Regions from separate parts of the Mus musculus genome. Here region 1 is linked to region 2. Evidence: chromatin contacts called from public capture Hi-C data. All regions are on one chromosome and are shown on one strand. The core of a region is the stretch at or near the end of the contact, and the rest is flanking DNA. Distances in the headings are between cores, read along the strand shown.

Evidence for each region. Capture Hi-C pulls out chosen DNA fragments and counts their contacts.
Region 1: a contact with region 2 is called in a capture Hi-C map of embryonic stem cells, with 2.9 times the contacts expected there. The contact joins two enhancer-like sites. A contact is called at or near these places in 4 of 39 promoter capture datasets (the 3T3-L1 cell line, embryonic stem cells, hippocampal neurons and 1 more), 2 of 115 datasets of contacts at active chromatin or transcription factors (both in embryonic stem cells) and 2 of 9 other capture datasets (embryonic stem cells and liver).

Annotation. Positions count from the first base shown.
Region 1 is chr6:38,095,336-38,098,767 of GRCm38.p6, forward strand. The region is part of intron 1 of Atp6v0a4 (ATPase, H+ transporting, lysosomal V0 subunit A4); the gene reads right to left. Among named protein-coding and RNA genes, the nearest start is that of Tmem213, 12 kb to the right of the region's middle. Within about 2 kb of position 1,751, at least 26 of the 459 cell types and tissues checked have an H3K27ac peak or open chromatin away from gene starts, as enhancers often do. A contact at or near this core is called in embryonic stem cells, where this site is marked.
Region 2 is chr6:37,620,399-37,623,914 of GRCm38.p6, forward strand. No RefSeq gene overlaps it. Among named protein-coding and RNA genes, the nearest start is that of Gm33429, 91 kb to the left of the region's middle. Within about 2 kb of position 1,428, at least 34 of the 459 cell types and tissues checked have an H3K27ac peak or open chromatin away from gene starts, as enhancers often do. A contact at or near this core is called in embryonic stem cells, where this site is marked.

The sequences.
Region 1 (3,432 bases), core at 501-3,000, 480 kb after region 2:
AGGAGAGCCTCTCATGTGACAGACTGCCTGGCCTGTCACCCATCTGCCACACTGCCTACAAGTGTGGGTGTTTGAAGCTCACCACCTCATCTTACCCCCGTGGCCCAAGCCAGAAGGCCCTCAGGTTTGTAGGTCCAGGACGCCAGTCTAAGACCCTCAGTCTCTTTTCCCCCTGGCTGGCATACAGCCCTGTACTATTCTGGTTTCCATATGAACCCCAGGGCCTGCAGCCCCGAATCCCTCCTTACTTCACTGAAAAGCTCTGGACTCAACTCCAGATCCTGGAAGATAAGGATCCCTCTACTTCGTGGCTTGCCGGGCCTTGACCTGTCCCTTGGTTCCATCTATGAGAGGACCCCTCCCCCCAACTCTCTTCCTCCTGGACTCGAATCTAGAGGACGACACCTGTTCTAAACAGGACCCCATGACACACACTTTTCTGTGTCCCTAGACTACCAACAGTTCAAGTCCTTTCTGATTCCGTACTCCTTCCCAACCCCACACACCCTTCCCTGGAACTCCTCTCCTGGACCTTTGGGGGTTACACACACACACTACACACTCATGAGAACAAAACAGCCACAGGGCACAGGGCACTGCTTTCCTTTAGTGTCTCGATTGGGACAGAGGGTGAGGGAGGGCACCCTTCTGGGTTAGGAAGAAAGGCGAAGACGATTCACAATGACCAACTACAGTCCATGGAGTACAAGCAGGGCATGCTGGCCTGTCCGCTACAGACCGATTTCCCACAGTCCCCCTCCCCTCCCCCTCCCCCCTCCCGAGGGTCCCCGCTGCTTCTCTCTATCATTTTTTTTCCCTTCAAGTTGACCCGGAAAACCAGCGTCCTCAAGCATAGATCTGACTTCCTAACATCCAGCCGACCCACAACCTGCCAGATGCAGGATAAAGTCTAAAGCCTGTGAGAAGGCTGAGAAAAGGCCTTGGATGTGGCCCTTGTCTTCTCAGCTCCATCTGTCTCAGTCTCCTCTCCAGACATCTGTACTGATTTCTCCCTGTTTCAGCACCTACCCCAGGGCCTTTGCTCACGAATCTCAGCTGAGTCTAGAATCTCAGTCTCCCCTCTCTGCCACCCAACCAACACCCCACATAATAATATCATCTCTCTATTCCTTCAGCAAACCTTCCTTGACTATCCTGCCTCCTGTCTGCTGCCCAATTATCAGTCAATGACTTGCTTAACAAGTTCCCTAATCTCCATTAGGCAACAAAATCCCGAGGCCGGGACTCTCCAGTGATCATTATTCTAGTATAAAGCTAACTCGATATTAATCACAAAATAATTGTCAAAAATGATTTCCTGACTTATTTCTTTTCCTTAACCCCCACCCCACCTGCCCCAGAAGTCCACCAACTGGCACTACACTCTGCTTTTGAGCACCAAAATGAATCAGAAAGATTTTTACTATTGTATCTGATAAACTGGGCAACATGTTCATTCACAGAAACAAGGCATTAGCCTCAGGCAGATCAAAAAGCACGGTGCTTTCTCACCTGAGTTTCCTTGGAGCTTGTTCTGTGTGGGGGACCCACTGCCTGATTCCTGGAGCAGGGCACAGCAGAAGCAGAAGCAGTAGCAGCAGCAAGTGGCCACAGTCAGTTGTGGCTTTCAAGTGGTCCAGGGCCCGGTGGCAGGGAGGCTGCCCAGCCTCTCCCCCTTCACACACTGTCCTGGCTCCCTCTCCAGAGGCCACTCTGTTGTATCAACACATCCTGCAGTGGGTGAGGTCAAACCTGCCACACCAGCCAGCCCTGCTCCACCCAGCCCCACCTGGGCCCCGCCCTCAACATCGACCTTGAAAGTCCCCACTGCCAAGCAAGAACAGAGTTCTCTCTAAGAAGGTAACTCGCCCCTCTGGGAACTGAGGTGGGGTACAAGGTTTCCAGAGGCCTTAGAAGGGTAAGACAGAGAGCAGGCTAGTTCAGCTCCTACACAAATCAAAACACTCCTTCAGTCTCAAGAATGAGGCTGGGGTGTGGCTTACTGGTAGAACACTTGCCTAGCACGTAGGAGGCCCTGGGTTTGATCCCAGCCTTGCACAAAACAGTAAGAATGAAATAACATTAAGAAGTAGTTTTGGAAGCAAACAAAGGATCTCATTTACCATCCTCATAAGTATTTTCCCAGACACTCTTTCCAAAGGTGAAGAGACAGATGAATCCTTAGGAAAGTCCAGCAAAGCAATGAGAGGAACAGAGCCAGAGATTTTTTTTCCCTGGGCACACAGGCTTCCTCTGCAACAGCCACCTGCTGCCTCCACCTGAATGAACTTTGCAGAACAGCTTTTCCAGGTGGTTGTGTGCCAGTGCCCTTTGTGCACCCATCTGGGGGTCCCTGCAAAATGTACCCACCGAGTCCTCAAATGAGGGGTGGCTTTTAGGCTTTTTGTTTGTTTTTGTCTTGTTTTCCATTTTGGATTGTGTGTGTGTGTGTGCCAGTGTTTTGAAACAGGCTGGCCTTGAACTTACTATGTAAAAGAACTTCTGATCCTCGTGTCCCCCACCTCCCCATGTGCCACCACGTGTGGTATATGTGATGTTGGGGATTGAGCACAGGGCTTCAGCTATACTAAGCAGGTACTCCACTAACCGAGCTACACTCACAGCTCTTGGCTTTTACTGTTTCTTATGGGAAACATTTAAATATCTGTCAGAGTAGAAAGACGAATCAGTACAAGAACCTTCCAGGTATGCGTCATTCAACGTCGACCATTTGAATTTTGTGCCATCTAAACTCTCCTCTCCTCTAATTATTAATACTTTGAAGCTAATACCATATAGCATACCATTTCTTTTAAAAAAAACTGTCAACATGCCATATATCTCTAAAAGATAAAGATTCTTTTATAGACAGAAACATGCACACCAAGTCACCATCACACCTCAAATTCATCGGCAATTTCTTCATATCAAATATCCTACCAGGGATGTCTGTGCTGGTTCTCACTGTCGTCTTGACACAACCTAGAGACACCTGGAAAGTGAGTTAATGATGAATTATTTAGATCAAGTTGGCCTGTGAGCATGTCTGGGGTTGGGGGAGGTGTCTAATTGATGTAGGGAGACCCAGCCCATTGTGGGTAGCACCATTCCCTAGGCAGAGAACCTTAAACTATATGAGACAGGAAAAGAGAGAAAAAGCAAACAAGCAAAGGTTCATTCATTCTCCTTTTGATCTTGGCTATAGATGTGAGTGACCAGCTGCTTGAGTTCCTGCCTCAACTTCCCTAAAATGACAGACAGGAACTTGGAAGTACAAATACAGTAAATCCTTTCTGCCTCTGTGTTGCTTTTTGTCACTGTTTTGTTTGTTGGTTGATTTCTTTCTTTGTTTGTTTTTGTTTGTTTTTCCACAGCAACAGAAATGAAACTGGTAGGGTGTCTGAGGCTTGGATATTTGATAAGCCAGTCAGC
Region 2 (3,516 bases), core at 178-2,677:
CACCTTCTGGGAGGTACCCACTCAAATGTCATTCTCTGTCACCCAGGGCCAACTGTGCTTTCTCCCTATGTTCCTTGTATATTTCATCCCGTGTTGGCTCCTTCCTCCCCAAGCCAGCAATGGTATCTTACTGCATTCTTAAGCATGCCTATCTTCATAGGATGGGAGGATGAGAGGAAGGCGTGTGACCTGTAGGCACATCTGCGGGGAGCTGGTGACATTACAGTCATAATCTGAAGCCCCTCCTGGGCCTCTCAGTGTAGAGTCTGGAGATGTGGAGAGGAGCAGGATCTGAAAGCAGAATCACACATTGCAGGAAGAGCTCAAGTTTAAGGGCTGCCTGGACTAGAGAGTGAGTTCAAGCTCAACTTGGCCAACTTAATGAGACTCCTCTGCTTCAAAACAAAAAGAGAGCCGTAGATACAGCCCAGTGGTAGAGCACAAAGCTGAGTTGGCTTATGTGGGGAAGTCCCAGGCCAAGAAGAGATCCCGTCTCAAATAAAAGATAGAAGGTGACTGGTGACCCACACATGAAGTTGTTCTCTCATCTCCACATGTGTGCCATGCTTCCGTATTACCTCTATGCATGAATGTGCATACACACATAAACATAGATACAGAGAGAGAGAGAGAGAGAAGGAATAAGGAAAAATACTTGCATAGCAAGCATAAGGACCTAGATTCTTTACCTCAGCACTAGAATTAAAAACCCACCACATTTCACTCAAGTCTTCTGTCAGGAAGGAACCCCAGAACATCTAGACCAGAGATTTCACGTCAGTAACCAACCCTGGGCAATGGCTCTTTTCCATCGCTTAATAGCTCCATGAACAGCTGTTCATGTTGAAAGCCATACAAGGGCTTCCACATGTGAGACGACACCATTCCATCACAGGCGTTATCAAGACATCTAATTTTCCTCATGTTTTTGTTTATAATTTTATTGACCCTAAAATGGATTTTATGACAGTATTTTTGGCAGATGGCACTAAAATGTCTTATGTTGATAAAATCAGTTATTATAGTGTTTCTAGAAAAATGAAAATGAATGATCAATGTCTAACTGGTTCAGTGTGTCTTTCTACTTCAGTGTGAACAGGCGGATTAAGTATAATAATAGAAAGATCATAGTGGTCTGAAGTCAGCTAATGCAGCCTGTCACTCCACACCAGATGCTTTGCCCACGACTATGCTGATTAGGGAGAATCATACAATTTAAATCAAAACCCCCTCTGGCTAAACTTGACATTTCCAGTGAGAGGTGGAACTCGTAGTCTTGTTAGTGAAAGAATTTAAGAACGACTAAAAAGGAGGCTGGAGGGCAATCTTAATGGCGCTTAAAAAACACACTGCAAGGCAGACAAACAAAATCGCCAGCTGTCCAGATGAGGGAGATCCAAGAGAGAAAGCAATGCACAGTGAGCAAAACATGGACGGCAGCCACAGGGCATAAACCAGGATAATCAGCTGCACAGCAAAGGGTGTGGCAGGGATGGGGGTGGGGAGAGGGGGAGGGGTGGGGGTGGGGGTGGGGTAACTTCAGAGAAACAGTACAGAAGCTAAGAATGTTGGAAAGGAAAGCTTAGAACAAGGATCATCAAATGTCCTTTGTTGAGGGGAAGTCAAGGCAGGAGACTTGGGTCTCTCTCTCTCTCTCTCTCTCTCTCTCTCTCTCTCTCTCTCTCTGTGTGTGTGTGTTTGTGTGTGTGTGTGTGATGTATGGAGATAGTGCATGAGCATGGCACATGTGTAGAGGTCAGAAAACAACTTCATGTGTGGGTCGCCAGCTACTCACATTACTTCTATAGTCAAGAGAAGAGAGAAATATGCACATGCCTGTCTGTTAGTGCTCGGTGGCTCTCTATACTTATGCTACCGGAAAACCACTCTTAGGGAGTGGGGTGGGCCTAGCCACATCAGTTATTATAATCAAGATAGACAATGCCGTAGGCCAATTTGCTCTGGGCAATTCCTCTCTGAGCCTTTCTTCCCAGGCCACTCTAAAGCATATAAAGTTAATAATACAAACTACTCATCAGACCAGTCATCCCACAAACATCCTTGTTTTGGTCCAGAATCCAGTCCAGGGTCCTAACATTGACTTTAATCCTATCTTCCTAGTTCCTTTGCAGTCTGGGACAGCATGGATTTTTGGGTTGTCTCTCATTCTCCCTCTCTCTCTCTCTCTCTCTCTCTCTCTCTCTCTCTCTCTCTCTCTCACATGCCTTTAGTAACTTTGAAGAACATTGGTGAGTTATTTGATGAGTGTTTTACAATTTGATAGTGTGATATCTTAAAAAGTATGTGTTTATCTTTGCCCAGAGTTCCTGGAGTTGAGCTCTTGGAATATGTGGAATTTCCTGAGTGCTGGGAATGTTTCTATGATACTAATGAGGTTACTGTTAGTTAGATTCAGCTAACTCCAGGATCAGAACTGGGTAAAGATAAACAAAACCAGCTATGTGATTAGAGTCCCAGCTCCCAGCCTCTAAGAAATGGAGACTGAAGATAATCCTCAATGGGCAAAGAGCATCACCTATGCCTATTGCAACCCCTGTAAAAGCATTGACTAGTGAGGCTTTGGATCGGTGAGCTAGATGTGGGCTCACAGGGTGAAACACACAAAGACTTAGAAAAGCTGGTTACACTCTGTCCCTGCCTCTTGCTCCATGTGTGTCTTCCATTGTGGCTTTAGTAATAAGACTGACATTATAAGTATAGAGCATTCCTGAGTCTGATGAGTCACTGCAAAGAATTGTTAAACCCAAGGGAAGATAGGTTGGGATAGCCCCAAAGTTTGTGATTGGGAGCAGAAATGTGCCAAGAATTGCAGGTAGGATCAGAAGTTGTTGCTGGAATTACAGGATAGAAATCTCTGGAGTCCTAACACCTCACTGACCAGAGATAAACAGTGTTGAAAGGTAGAAAAACAAGGGGCTGAAGTGGGAGGAACAGATAAAGGGATCAGTGGTCCCAGAGCTCATCTTCAAGGAGTTTGTGGGACCATTGCAATTTCGTAAAAAATGGAAAAGAATAGGGGCTGGAGTTTGCCTAGATGACAGAGCAGGTGACCCTGGTTGGGGCCGTGAGCTGATTGGTTGGGTCTTCCATTCTGGTTCTTCAGGATTCTGGAGGAGTCATTAAACTGCCATCAATGTGGCAAGTCATCTGGCTTCAGATGCAGCTTCACCACCAGGTTAATTCCCCCAGACGGATGTGATTTCATCTCATCTAGGGGTAGCCTGTCTGTCTTGCCAGGGTCACTGTTGCTTTGGGCACATCATGTACTTTGATGTAAAGAAGTTTATGGAGTATTCCCTGTCATTTTTGGGATCCATGATGAGCACAGAAGAGAATGAAAAACTTAAAGATGCAAAATAGAGTCCAATGGGGATGAAATGGACAGAGTGAGTTAGCCCACTGACTAGTATTTTTTCTAAAGAATGGGTAATCTTAAGGAACCAAGTCCTTTAACCTATAGGTCTGTGTGACTCTGGATAGTGCCAGAATGGAGTA